Regions from separate parts of the Sus scrofa genome. Here region 2 is linked to region 1. The links are chromatin contacts, called in public HiChIP or PLAC-seq maps. All regions are on one chromosome and are shown on one strand. Each heading gives the region's core, a stretch centred on a gene start, on an enhancer-like site or on the middle of the called end of the contact. The rest is flanking DNA. Distances are from core to core; before and after follow the strand shown. Region 1 overlaps LOC100523747 (phospholipid-transporting ATPase IB). Region 2 overlaps LOC100523747 (phospholipid-transporting ATPase IB).

Region 1 (5,721 bases), core at 2,404-4,903:
ACTCCTCACTTGATCTCATCTAAAGAGCACAATAAAAGCAGTATGGTTTCTTGAGGCAGGGCTCTTGGTCCCTGAGATCTTGAGTCCCCGGCTCCCACCTTTACTAAAGATAAATGTCTCTGTGTCTTGCTTTGTTAACTTTTTTTCCTTAAGTTCCATAGCACCCGTTCTTCAGCCCCATCCTGCTGAGCTGGCCCCAGCACCCCAGCTCTTTTGATGCATGTACATCCTTATCCTCATTTTATTGAGAAGGACTCTGAGGCTGGAAGGGGTCAAGAGGCTTGTCCAGGTCTGCATGGCTTGAGCTGGAAGCAAAGCTCCCAGGGGGTCTGATTGGCGAGCCTCTGGCCATGGCCATGGCCATGATGCTGCTGCCCTCAGCTGATGCAGTCATGGATGAAGAGAAGCTCCAGGACAGGTCTGTGGGCTCCCGGCCTTTCTCTCCCCAGACGGGGTCACCAGGCTGCTCACCTACCCGCCATGCTTGGTGATGGCCAGTGTCATCCCAGTCAAACTCTACTCAAGCCCCTCCTTGAGCTACGGTATCACCTGCATCCACTGACCTCTGGGCCCCTGCTTCTCAACCCCTTGGTGCTGGGTCTCCAGAACTCTTCAACTATGGGAAACCCTCTTCCTATGAAGGAATACTATGCAGCAATAAAAAAGAATAACAGAACAACACGGATGAATCCCAAATGCATCATGCTGAGTGGAGGAGCCAGCATCTGCAGACCACACAGTGAAGAGCTCCAAGCTGATGACATTCTAAGAAAAGGCTAAACTACAGCATCGGACAACAGGCCCGCTGTCACCAGGGACGGGTGTGGCAGTAGGGGCTGATGAAAAGGGGCCTGGAGGAGGTCTGGGGAGTGACAGCATAACACTGTATCCGAATATATTTGTTAAGACTCACAGACGTGCACACTAAAAAGTGGTCATTCTGTGCCTGTCAATTCTCCCTTCCACGACAGGAGAATGGCATATTCCTTACCAAGAAACTCCTTCAAAGGGATAAAGGAAATCGATGAGCTGAGGTGAATGAGGGGCAAAGCTTCTAGTCAACAGCTCATGTTACAAAAAAGCAAGTTTCAAATAGACAAGGGACCAACAAAAAGATGATCAAAGCAACAGGCAGCTTAGTTAAGGAGCAGTAACAGGCTTCATCTTGTAATCCCTGCACACAAGAGACCAACACTTTACTCACTATTAAGGGCGGGCTCTGAAGGTCCTGGCAGTATCTGATGGCACTAATCTACTCTGCCCCACCCCCAGCCCTCGGTTCCAAGGACCAGGCAAGAGGGCTTATCCATCACTCCTATTCTTGACTCTTCTCTCTACAGTCCACTCGCTCTGCCAGGACCTTGGAGCTAAGAAGGGAGGAGGCCTCTAAGCTCCCAGGACATCTGCTGGAAAACCAACACAGGGGCTCGAATGAGCTGTGTTGTCAGAAGGCCATGGAGATTAGCTACTGCTTAAGAGTACAGGCACTGGAGTTCCCACTGGGGCTCGGCAGGTTAAGAACCTGACTAGTACCCATGAGGATGCGGGTTTGATCCCTGGCCTTGCTCAGCGGGTTAAGGATCCAGCACTGCCATGAGCTGTGGTTGTAGGTCACAGATACAGCTCAGATTTGGAGTTGCTGTGGCTATGGTGTAGGCTGGCAGCTGCAGCTCAGATTTGTCCCCCCCTGGCCTGGGAGCTTCCATTTGCTGTGAGTGTGGCCCTAAAAAGCAGGAAAAAAAAAAAGTACAGGCACATTTATTGGAGGGGAGGTGGGCTTCCAGATGTCATACTTATTTCTGTTTGATTATTTGTTTTTTATGGCTGCACCCACAGCATATGGAAGTTCCCAGGCCAGGGACTGAATCCAAGCTGTAACCTACACTGCAGCTGCAACAACACCAGATGCTTTAACCCAGTGCATGGGGCCGGGGATTGAACCTGCACCTCCACAGTGACCTGAGCCCCTGTAGTTGATTCTTAACCCCTGCACCACAGCAAGAACTCCATGATGTGATACTTATTAATAGGAGCTATTTTCACTACAAGTCAAAGCTAAAAAAAAGTCTCAAGTCCAAGCAAAAGAAAGAAGAATTGCATTATCATAAATACATTTTACTTGTTTATAAAAAGGTATTTTAAAACTATGAGCCAACTATCTCGATCCTGTGCATGTATCAGGAAAAGATGAAAAGTCTAATTCAGAAAGATCCTTGCACCCCAATGTTCACTGCAGCACTATTTACAATAGCCAAGACACAGAAGCAACCTAAATGTCCACTGACACATGAAAGGATCAAGAAGACGTGGTGCATATAATACAATAGAATACTACTCGACCATAAAAAAGAAAGAAATAATGCCATTTGCAGCAACATGGATGGACCTAGAGATTCTCATACTAAGTGAAGTCAGTCACACAGAGAAAGACAAATATCATATGATATCATTTATATGTGGAAGCTAAAATAGGACACAATGAACTTATTTACAAAACAGAAACAGACTCACGGAGACAGAAAACAAAATTATGGTTCCCAAAGGGGAAAGGCAGGGGGAGGGACAAATGAAGAATTGGGGATTAACGCATACACACTACTGTACACACAGATAAGGAACAAGAACCTGCAGTGCGGCACAGGAAACTATACGCAGTGTCTCATAATAACTGATAATAGAAAAGAATGTGAAAAGGAACTTAACACATAATTTTCTGCCACTGGAGTCATCGATCAATTCCCTTTCTTCCTGTGACCTCCACCTTCATCTGCTGCAAAAGGTGCTTTTTCTGGTGTCACCTTATCTCTTCTTCATCCTGTACCTGACGCCACCATCCTGCTCTTGGACTTTCTAGCACTCTCATCAAAGGTCACAGAGAGCCACCTGCTCTGCATGATGCTCCCTGGTGTAGAGAGATGGACACAGACAGGCAGGCGCCTCCAGGGGATCTGTGCCCAGACGCCGCCTCCAAATTCACCATGCACGTCAAAGGAAATCTGATTTCAAAAGCTTTAAGAAACCTGGTCTCTGCTGGCAAGAGTCAGGGCAGGAGAAAATACAGGAGAGCAACACACACAGCATTAAAAGGCAGGAAAAACCAGTAGGAAAAAAAAAAATCTAAGGTGTAAAATCAACCTCACGAGAGTGGAAATCCATTTGAGAATTTCAATTGAAATCAAAGGCGATGTAAGTAGCCATGTGTTTAAAGAACACAATCAGAATTATCCTTCGTGCTTCTCCAAAGATGAGATTAAACACCATGCCAAATGAATTTATCTTCTAACACCTGGAGGGTATACTTCTCTGTGTAAAATGAGCACCAGGAAAGATTTAAGTTAGACCAGAAAGGCCTTTCCTAAAAGGCAAGAGAAATAATGCAACGTGCTACTTAAGTTATCTTCTCTTCTTAAAAACCCCGAAACTCAAAAGGCCCAGTAGATTCTTACCGGGGGCCTCTACCGAATTGTGCACAATGGATTATCTGGTTGTAGGTCCAGCCCAGAAAGTCACCACCGATTTGGGGCTCGGACCAAGCACCCGGGGCGGCGTATTCCCCTAAAGGAAGGTCTTTAGGAAGGAAGCTGGAACCTGCAGCTTTACTGCAGGCGAGATGAACCTGACCCCTTGCTGGGTCTGGACTGTTTTTTCGCCGCAGCACCACGTGGAGGGCAAGTGCAGGCATCTGGAGGAACGCACATGAGGGCCTTTCCAGGTTCACATGGGGCCCATGAGTCCTTTGCAGCAATTTTGTTTTTGGACTTGTGCCCTCCGCCCCCCCTTTTTTTTATTCCAGGGAGGTTTAAACATTTTATGGAGTTAGAGACTCAATTTTTCAAACATCAATGCCTCAATGCTTTTTTTTTTTTAAGAAGGTTGGATCTCTGTAACCAGTCTTTTAGGCAAAGCAGCTGCAAAAACATCATTAAAAAAGCATATACTGTCACCCGTAAAAGGCAGTGAGTCTATTTTTGTAAAGTTCAGAGTGATCGGGTATCTGGCGGGGTGTCCCTCCAGACTGTGAGGCCTTCTCGGGATCTGCGGCTGCTCCTGCCCGTCACCCACTGCCTCGCCTTCTGCCAACAAACTCCCTGCTCCAAGGACAGGCAGCAACCAACTCGGCTTCGAGACGGTTCCCAAGCACCCACCAAACTCATTCCGCAGCCACCTTCCTACCGAAATGCCAAACCCCAGCAAAGCCACTTTTCCCCTGTTGTTCACGTGGCCACTAAATCCTGACATCACGGAGCTGGCAGACACAGAGGGTGGGGCGGGGAGGCAGGCGTGGCTCTCCCTGGCACACTGGCCTGACCCCGCACCTGATCACCTCCTCCTCCTCCAGGTCTCACCCCCCTTCACCCTGGAACCCAAGGCCCCCATTTTCCCCGGCTGTGAAGCACCACGTCTAATACATCTCATTGCAAACACCACCCTGGGAGCCAGCACCCGGCAGGGAACTGCATGCCAGGAGTTCTTTTCTGCACCTGCTCATGCCCTCTGGGAGCCAGGGCTCTGTCTTCTTGACCTGGATCCCACGACCCAAGAGCGCTCCAAGAGAGTGAAGATCACGGCACAAGGAAAGTCCCACCCAGAATGCTTCCATTTCCACTTAACTTCCATTTCCCAGCTGTCCAATGGGACGTCACTCATGAAATGGCTTTCCTTTCAACATATTAAAATTATGCTGGATAACTATCGGCACAAAACAGGAACCACCCAGGAAACCACGGACTCTGCAGGTGGCCGTGCATTCAGAATGGCCTGGCACCGGGCCTGTGCTCAGAGCCATGTGACCTCGGCATGCCCCTCGGGCTGTGCCGCACCCCTTCCCCCGACCCCCGCCCCATACATGGGAAATTGGGCTACACGTGTCCCAGGGCCCCAGGTCTTAGCCTTCTGCCTGCCGATACCTGATGAAAGCTTTTACTAGAACATGAATGGGGTCCCATTTGACGACAAATCGAGACCCAGCAGTTCAGTTGACCGTTACCTATTAACACGCTCACGTTAAGCTCGTGGCTGCCAACACGGCCCCTGAAATGATGCATCTAAAATCAGGAAACAGAACCACCTCTGACAGGGTGGATGCCTGGGCCAGCAAAGGAAAGCTTAGCTATCAGGAATTTTATCTTTCACCATAAAGAGATTTCTTTTGTGTCCAGAATGAAATCCTTTTATTATTATTATTTTTTTTTTATGGCCACACTCACGGCATATGGAAGTTTCCAGGCTGGGGAACCCACAGCGGTGGGACCTACAGCACAGCCACCGCAACGCTGGTCTTTAACCATGTGTTATCATCCGGAAGGGGGAAAAGTTACTGCACAGACTTCTGACGATGGAAAGCCTCGCCTCTCCGTTGATTCTAACAGTGAAAGCAACATCTACCCAAAGCGAGTGCGTCCTTCACTGTCTACACCGCAGTCCGGGTTACCACCGGGAAGTGGACAGCAGCTTGGAAGGCAGACCAAACCCCCACCATCTGCACACTGACATCCCTGACTCGGGCTGCCCAGCAAGACGACGGCCGGATAGCAAATCAAACAGAGGAGGCCTGCGAGCAATTTAGGTAGAGCTATTTTCCAACAACCAGGACCAGAAAACAGGAGAGAAGAACAAAACTTCTCAGAGGTCCACTGGTTTAAAAAAAAATTAAAAATGTAAAATGGCTAAAAAGAATCTGCATGTTTCCAGAAAAAATAAATTCAAATACTTCCCTAGTGA
Region 2 (6,123 bases), core at 1,512-4,011, 200 kb before region 1:
CCAGGACCGGCCCTTCGAACAGCACGAGGGTGACCGGCTGCCGAGGTGGCCTGGATGGGGAGCTGGGGGGCTCTCTGCCCAGCACCCGAGGTCAGGGTCATGGGTGGGGGGGAATAGGACTTGGGTGGCTTTTATTAAGGAAAACCTGGAAAAGTATTTCCTTGTGCAGGGATCTTGTTGGAACGAGAGAAACTCAATGACAAAGCAGGCGTCTTTTTCTCAGTTCTGGAATTGGCCCTGACTGCTTTGCGGAGGTGTGTGCCAAGCCCCAAGGACCTCAAGGACTCACCTGCCAGCAGTCCCGTGGGACTGGGCTCCTGCCTGCCCCTGGCCCTTTGCCCTCCACTACGGCGCTGGCCTCTGAAGGGCACTCGATGGGCTCTCTTGAGCCCTGCGTTTCCTGGGCGGGTTATTTGGACAGCGCCGGTCCTTGAACTCCTCCTTCCTCTTCCTGTCATAAATCAAAGCCACCTGACACTTGTGCCCGACTCTCCACGCACAGGTCCCCTTTCTTTTTTTGGCCAGATCAGGAGAAAAGCCAGGGTGTAGGGGGCGGATGGCAGGGGCTTGTTTTTCTTGGTCCAATGCCTGGGAGTGGGTGTCTCTGAGGCGCCTGGGGGGAGAGACAGTCGCTTGAAAACGAGCCGGCCTGGGTGTGGGAAGAATCGCTCTTTTGTTCCCTGTCCGTCCGGGGAGCAGAGGTGCTCGGTGGAGGAGCAGCCGTGGGGGCCGCTTGGGGTGGGGAAACGGGGGTGCTCCCCCCTTCGCTGTTCCCACTCAGGGCCTTGTGTGCGCAGGGCCTTTCTTCCCACGGAAAAGGTCCCCGTCGCAACTCGTTCAGACCAGCAAACCGAGAGCGCTTCGCACGGAGCACGAGTGGGGGCCTGGCGTGAACGGAAGCTCTTGCGCAAGAGGCTGGTGGGTTTGCGATGCTGAGAAAGCTAATGCACGAGCCTGTGTTCCTGCTGGGAAGACGGATTCGTGTGCCGTCGCACGGGTTCGGGGGCCCTGACGTGGCATATGGCTCTTCAAGGGGGAGAGATGGCTCGCCTGAGGCTGCAGGGCCTCCCCCAGGCTTCCAGGACCAAGAACTGCCCTGGGCCAGCCGCTCCGCGACGCCCCTCTTGTTCTGGAGGGGACGCCTTATTTCCTCCGTCTCCATCACTCTTCGGTTTTCTCACGGAAGCATCTGCCTGAAGAAAGCATTGAATGGGAGACTCCCTCCTCTAGCCTGACCTGTGATAAACTCACTGCTTCGCCACGCACGCTATTATTTCAGGCTCTGCTGCACCACAGTTGGGTCACAATTTTGTATGGATCCCAGTAGGTCCAAGGCTGCGTTCTGAATGCTGAGGCTAAACCAGTCCTTGAATTCCTTTGAGACAATGACCTTCAGCGTTCATTCAAACCCTGGCTGCCATGGGTGTCGTTCTTTGGCTTGTCCAAAACTAAAGACAGCCATATCCTGCAGCAGTGTTTGCAAACATTCTCTTCAACCCGTCACCTTAAGACATCAATCTCTAGGAGCAGGAATCGGATGGAAAATATGCTTCCACGTGGCTCAAAAAAAAGATGAAGGGTCATTGTTATGACAAATGGAAATTATAGAGTTTCTTACAAAAAAAACCCAAAAAACCCAAAGCAGCCTCAACCGTAAAGTCTCTACCACCTGTCCATAGCGTTTCAGACGTTAATTATGCTCCCTTTGTTTTCCTTATTCACTTTTTCTTGACAAGCAATCATAGATTGCCACTGCCAGCTCCCTGCAGCCAGACCTGAAGCCTTGTCAGCAAAAAGAAAAGGCCAGAATTCCCACCTGTGATCTGCTGAAGCCCAGACTCCAAGTGTTAGAGAGACTGTCTTTTTCCAAAGCACAGGTTGTGCGAGGGAGTCGGGAGATGGGAGACTGTGACACTGGTTCAGAAGCCTGGGATGTTCCGCCTACAGATGGGCCAGACATTTCACCGACACCCAGAATGATGACACAGTGTCCGGAATGGCAATGACATGCTGACCCAGAGAGCCCAGCAGACGTGGCCGACTTCCTCTCCCTGCCTTCCGTTCCCTGTCCTTGCTGAAGCCTCCTGCCTGTGCTGGAGCCCGACGGGCTCACGGCCGGGAGCGCCGAGAGGCAACTCTTCTGCAGGGTCAGCCTGACGGCGACACACTCCAGCGAGAGTCGGCCGTCTCTGCAGCACTAGCCCAGGGCTGGGCCTGAGTGGAATCTTTCTCTTGAGCCCAATGCGGAGCCGGGCCCCGCAGGGCCGACCTGCCAGCCCCTGTGTCACCGTGTGACTGAGTGACAAGTGCCATGTGGCATCTCCACGGAGCTGACAGAGTGCAACTCAATCCTGTCCACCCTGCTCCCCCGAGAGGGCTTGTGTGTGACACCCTGACCTCAATTTAAAGATAGGACAACCGAGACAGCCCCAGCTACATATCAGGCGTCACACGGAGTGACAGGTGCTCCTGCTAGAAACCTTAGTCACGTGGCTATGAACGCGCTTGATCCAGGCGAGGAGAAAGGCATCCGAGGAACGCGCTCTTCTCTGCGCACCTCTCCCGGCGGCAAAGTCTGTTTAGTCTCCTTCTCAAAAGAACTGGGAACTACACTGCAACCTCTGAAGGATCCGAACTACATTTGAATGTGTAAAATAAACCCCCCAAAGCCCCAAGCAGGCGCGCGTGCGCACACACACGCTGGGATTCACACATCTGAGCCTGGAGGCTTCCCGTGCAAGGAGCCAAGTGTGGGACGGAGGACTGACTTTGGAGCCCCTTCTCCAGCTGGGCTTGGTTCCCGGGGGAAGCCAAGTGGTGAGGGTGCCCAACGGAGCTCAGTGTGGAGCTTTCCCCGCGGCCGCTCTGCACCTAGGCCGGCACCCTTCCGCGGGTGCGGGGAAGACCCCGCCCGGCTTCGCTGGGTTGACCGCAGGAGCACGTGTCGCTGTGACGGCTGCATGACCCTCACCCCCGACCACTCATCCTGCGGGTGCTCCGGTGTCTCACGTGTCCTACAGCTCGGGGAGGGGGGCCCTGCACTTCCCTGCCTTGGTCTGTGGGCCCCGGAGCCTCCCTGGGTCCGGGTGACCTCGGGAGTGAGGGGTTCCTGTCCTCAGGCAGCGCACATCACGCCCCAAGTCATCCCCACGCCCCGGAAGACGCGGGTGTTCCCAGGGGCAGCGGGGTCGGGAGGACGCCGAAGGCCTGCTGTTTTCCTTCTTCGTACAGCCGGGCCCTCCCCGGAGGAAATGGGCGGTGGGAGCCGGCCACGGCTGCCCAGAAGCACGTGCGTTCAAGCGGCCAAGAATCGGGGGTGGCGACCGCAGCGGGAGCAGAGGGCCTGCGGCAGGTGCTGCCCTCCCGCCGGCAGGCAGCCGCGTTCCCTCGAGCTTGGACCGCGGGGCTCCGCCCTGGGGAGTCGGCGAGGCAGCGCCCCCGTCGCCGTCTTGGATTCAGGGCCCCTGTGTCCGGAGAGCCGCCGGCCTCCAGCGCTGACGGGGGAGGAGGGAACACCGGTCAAGGTCAGAGAGGCCGTGGCCTCCAAGAGCGTGGCGCTCTGTTCCCGGGGAACCGCGCGTCCAAGGTCGCCGTGGGCTGAGGGCGAGGCTGTCTGGGCGTCCGGTTTGACTCGAAGGTTTCTGCGGGGAGGTGTGCGGGAAAGCGCCCTCCTTTGCGGCTGTGGCTCCAGCTTCCTCGCCCGTGTCCCCTCCCCGCCCTCGGGCCCTCGCCACCCACCTGGTCACTCCTCCTCACATCCCAGGGGGACACAGGGTCAGGGCTGTGCCTTCGTGGGGAGACATGCTGCAGATTCACTCCGGATCCGAAACGTGTGCTCAGCTCCTGGGCCAACAAGCCTGGGTTCTAATTGAAGCGGGAGCCCAGGTCCCAGGGCCTGGGGGCCAGAAATGCGAGCCTGACGTGCAGGCTTCCCTTGTCAGAAAGGGACAGAGACGCAGGAGGGCCATGCGGCTCCAGGCAGAGGCGAGGGGATTTCTCGCGTCCGTGTCCCTCTGGGGGCTGCAGAAGGAGGAGGAGGAGGGTGTGCGTCTGGGGGGTCCCCGCAGCTGCCACGCACCAAGCGCAGGGCCGGCCTGTGTGTGGGGGGGGGTCTGAGGGCGGGGCGCCGGGCCAGGAGGCACCTGACCAGGGCGCAGGGTGCAGGGGACAGTGGGGACACCATGTGCCCCCCCCAAGCAGGGAATGTGACTGAGCGGTTCACAGAATCGTTCTCAGGCCTACCACCCAGATACCTATTTTTGTGATTTCACTGCAATCAAGTTTATGCCAATTCATACAAACAAAGCGGGAATCAAAGCGAACCAGCAGCCCGCCTCGCGGGCCGTGTGCGTGCTGCCCGCGGACTCCCATCTGTGATCAGCAACCAGGAAGCCTGCGCGCCCCGCTCCGGTCCCCGGGCTGCGTTTCTCACGCGCCATAAAACTCTTCTCTTTCTCCCAGAACCACGGGGACTGATGTTTAAATGTGGGTGAAACGGCGTGTTTTTAATTTCACGCCTCGCAGAGCACAGTCGAACGCTTCGTAACAACAGAAACCAGGGTCGGGCCAAGCGCGGCGGCAGCGCGGATGGGACAGGGCCTCCCCTGCGGGGCGCGTCCAGGCTGGCGAGGGAGCAGATGACCAACAGAGGGGGGGGCTACGGCCTCGGGATGTGTTTTCCGGTGCTTGGGCTGCAGACACCGGGCTCCTCTGACAAAGGCGGGGTAACCAAACTGCCTCGCATTCAGGACCCCGGGCGCCGCGTCTCACTTCTTCCTGGACTTGCGCTTGGTGGTGTCGTAGGCGCGGACGATGGCCTCCTGGGTGACGGCTCCGTGCTCCTCCTGGGAGAAGGCGTACCCGTCTGGAAGAGGAGCACAGGGGCCTGGTTAGGGGGAGGGCACGCGGGGTGTAGAAGCAGCCGAGTGTCTGCACTCCGGCCTCCTGGCCTGGGAGGGGGTCCAGGGCCCAGACCCCGCCGAGTGGGCAGAGCTAGGGCAGCGCCGTGCTGACGATGCGATGCGCCGGGCAGGGCCCGGGGGCGGCCGGCGCTGCTTCCAGCCTGTGAGGCACAGACAGGGGGTCGCTGACCCGCAGGCCCCACTTTGCCACCACCAATCAGGGCAAAGGCAAGTTGCTCTGCACTGGGGATGCCCCTCAAAGCGGCAGGTCAGGGCGTGACGTATGACACTGCAGACATGCCAGGCAAACACAGGCTACAGGAAAGGCTGGTGAGGGGCGCCCTGTCCTGGGAACAGTCCAGTTTAAACGGGACGGACCGGGACTAGTGACAGACTACAGGGGCTTTAGTCGTGCGTGAACAAAGAGAAAGATCCCAAGATGAAGTCAAGAGGGATTTCCCCATTGGCCACATTAAAAGTGGCCACATTACAGAAAGACTGGTGTTTACAGTTGTCCCAGAGCCATCAAGGGGGCAGTGGGGCATGACCTGGGCACACGCAGCTCGTTTATTCCTGCCCATGGCCCCAGGAGGCAGGTGTTCTTCCCATTGCACAGGTGATGAGACTGAGGCACGAGGTGTCTCAGGATGTGCCCAAGGTGGTGAAGCCGGGGGCCAAGCCCTGGCAGGTGGGAGGCATGAGCATCCGTGAGCCCGGGGCGGGGGCCGTCCCTCCCAGCGGGCGCTTCCCACAGGAGGACACTTCTAAGACTCCCTCTCTGCTGACTGCCCCTTCTGGGTCAGGGGTTCAGGTGACACCTTCTCACCAAGCAGTGACACACTCAAAAGCCTGCCTCCCATCCACGTGTACTTACGACTTAGCACTGGTGCTGTCAGGTCCTCATACCCTTTAAAGGGAAGAAATGATGCCTAGGGTTCTGAATGATTTTACCCACTTCGTGTAAAAAGGAAGCTTCTGGACTAGCCACACTCACAAGATCGATGTGTACAAGTGTCCTCGTGGGGACGGGCCAGGCTGTAAACTGACTCTCCAGCCCGCGGGGACTGGCCTCCCAGCTGCTCCTGAGAGCATGCCTTCAGCCTGAGAGGACCCCAGGGCACAGGAGGGGCACCCCAGGAGGTGGGGCTTGTCTGCCAATGTGGCCTGGGAGCCCCTGCCGGCAGCTGGGGGCAGGGGGGCTGGTGGCCTTGGGAGTAAAGGC

What was found. HiChIP or PLAC-seq counts read pairs in DNA pulled down with a chosen protein or histone mark.
Region 2: an H3K27ac HiChIP or PLAC-seq map of skeletal muscle shows a contact between it and region 1. The contact joins two enhancer-like sites. A contact is called at or near these places in 2 of 47 Hi-C or Micro-C datasets (both in skeletal muscle) and 1 of 2 datasets of contacts at active chromatin or transcription factors (skeletal muscle).

The regions. Positions count from the first base shown.
Region 1 is chr11:3,590,378-3,596,098 of Sscrofa11.1, reverse strand. The region is part of intron 27 of LOC100523747 (phospholipid-transporting ATPase IB); the gene reads right to left. Among named protein-coding and RNA genes, the nearest start is that of SHISA2, 220 kb to the left of the region's middle. Within about 2 kb of position 3,653, at least 3 of the 83 cell types and tissues checked have an H3K27ac peak or open chromatin away from gene starts, as enhancers often do. A contact at or near this core is called in skeletal muscle, where this site is marked.
Region 2 is chr11:3,787,344-3,793,466 of Sscrofa11.1, reverse strand. It overlaps LOC100523747 (phospholipid-transporting ATPase IB), which reads right to left. Exons shown (of 37, transcript XM_021065485.1): 37 at 1-4,864. The coding sequence ends at 4,767. Among named protein-coding and RNA genes, the nearest start is that of SHISA2, 22 kb to the left of the region's middle. Within about 2 kb of position 2,761, at least 4 of the 83 cell types and tissues checked have an H3K27ac peak or open chromatin away from gene starts, as enhancers often do. A contact at or near this core is called in skeletal muscle, where this site is marked.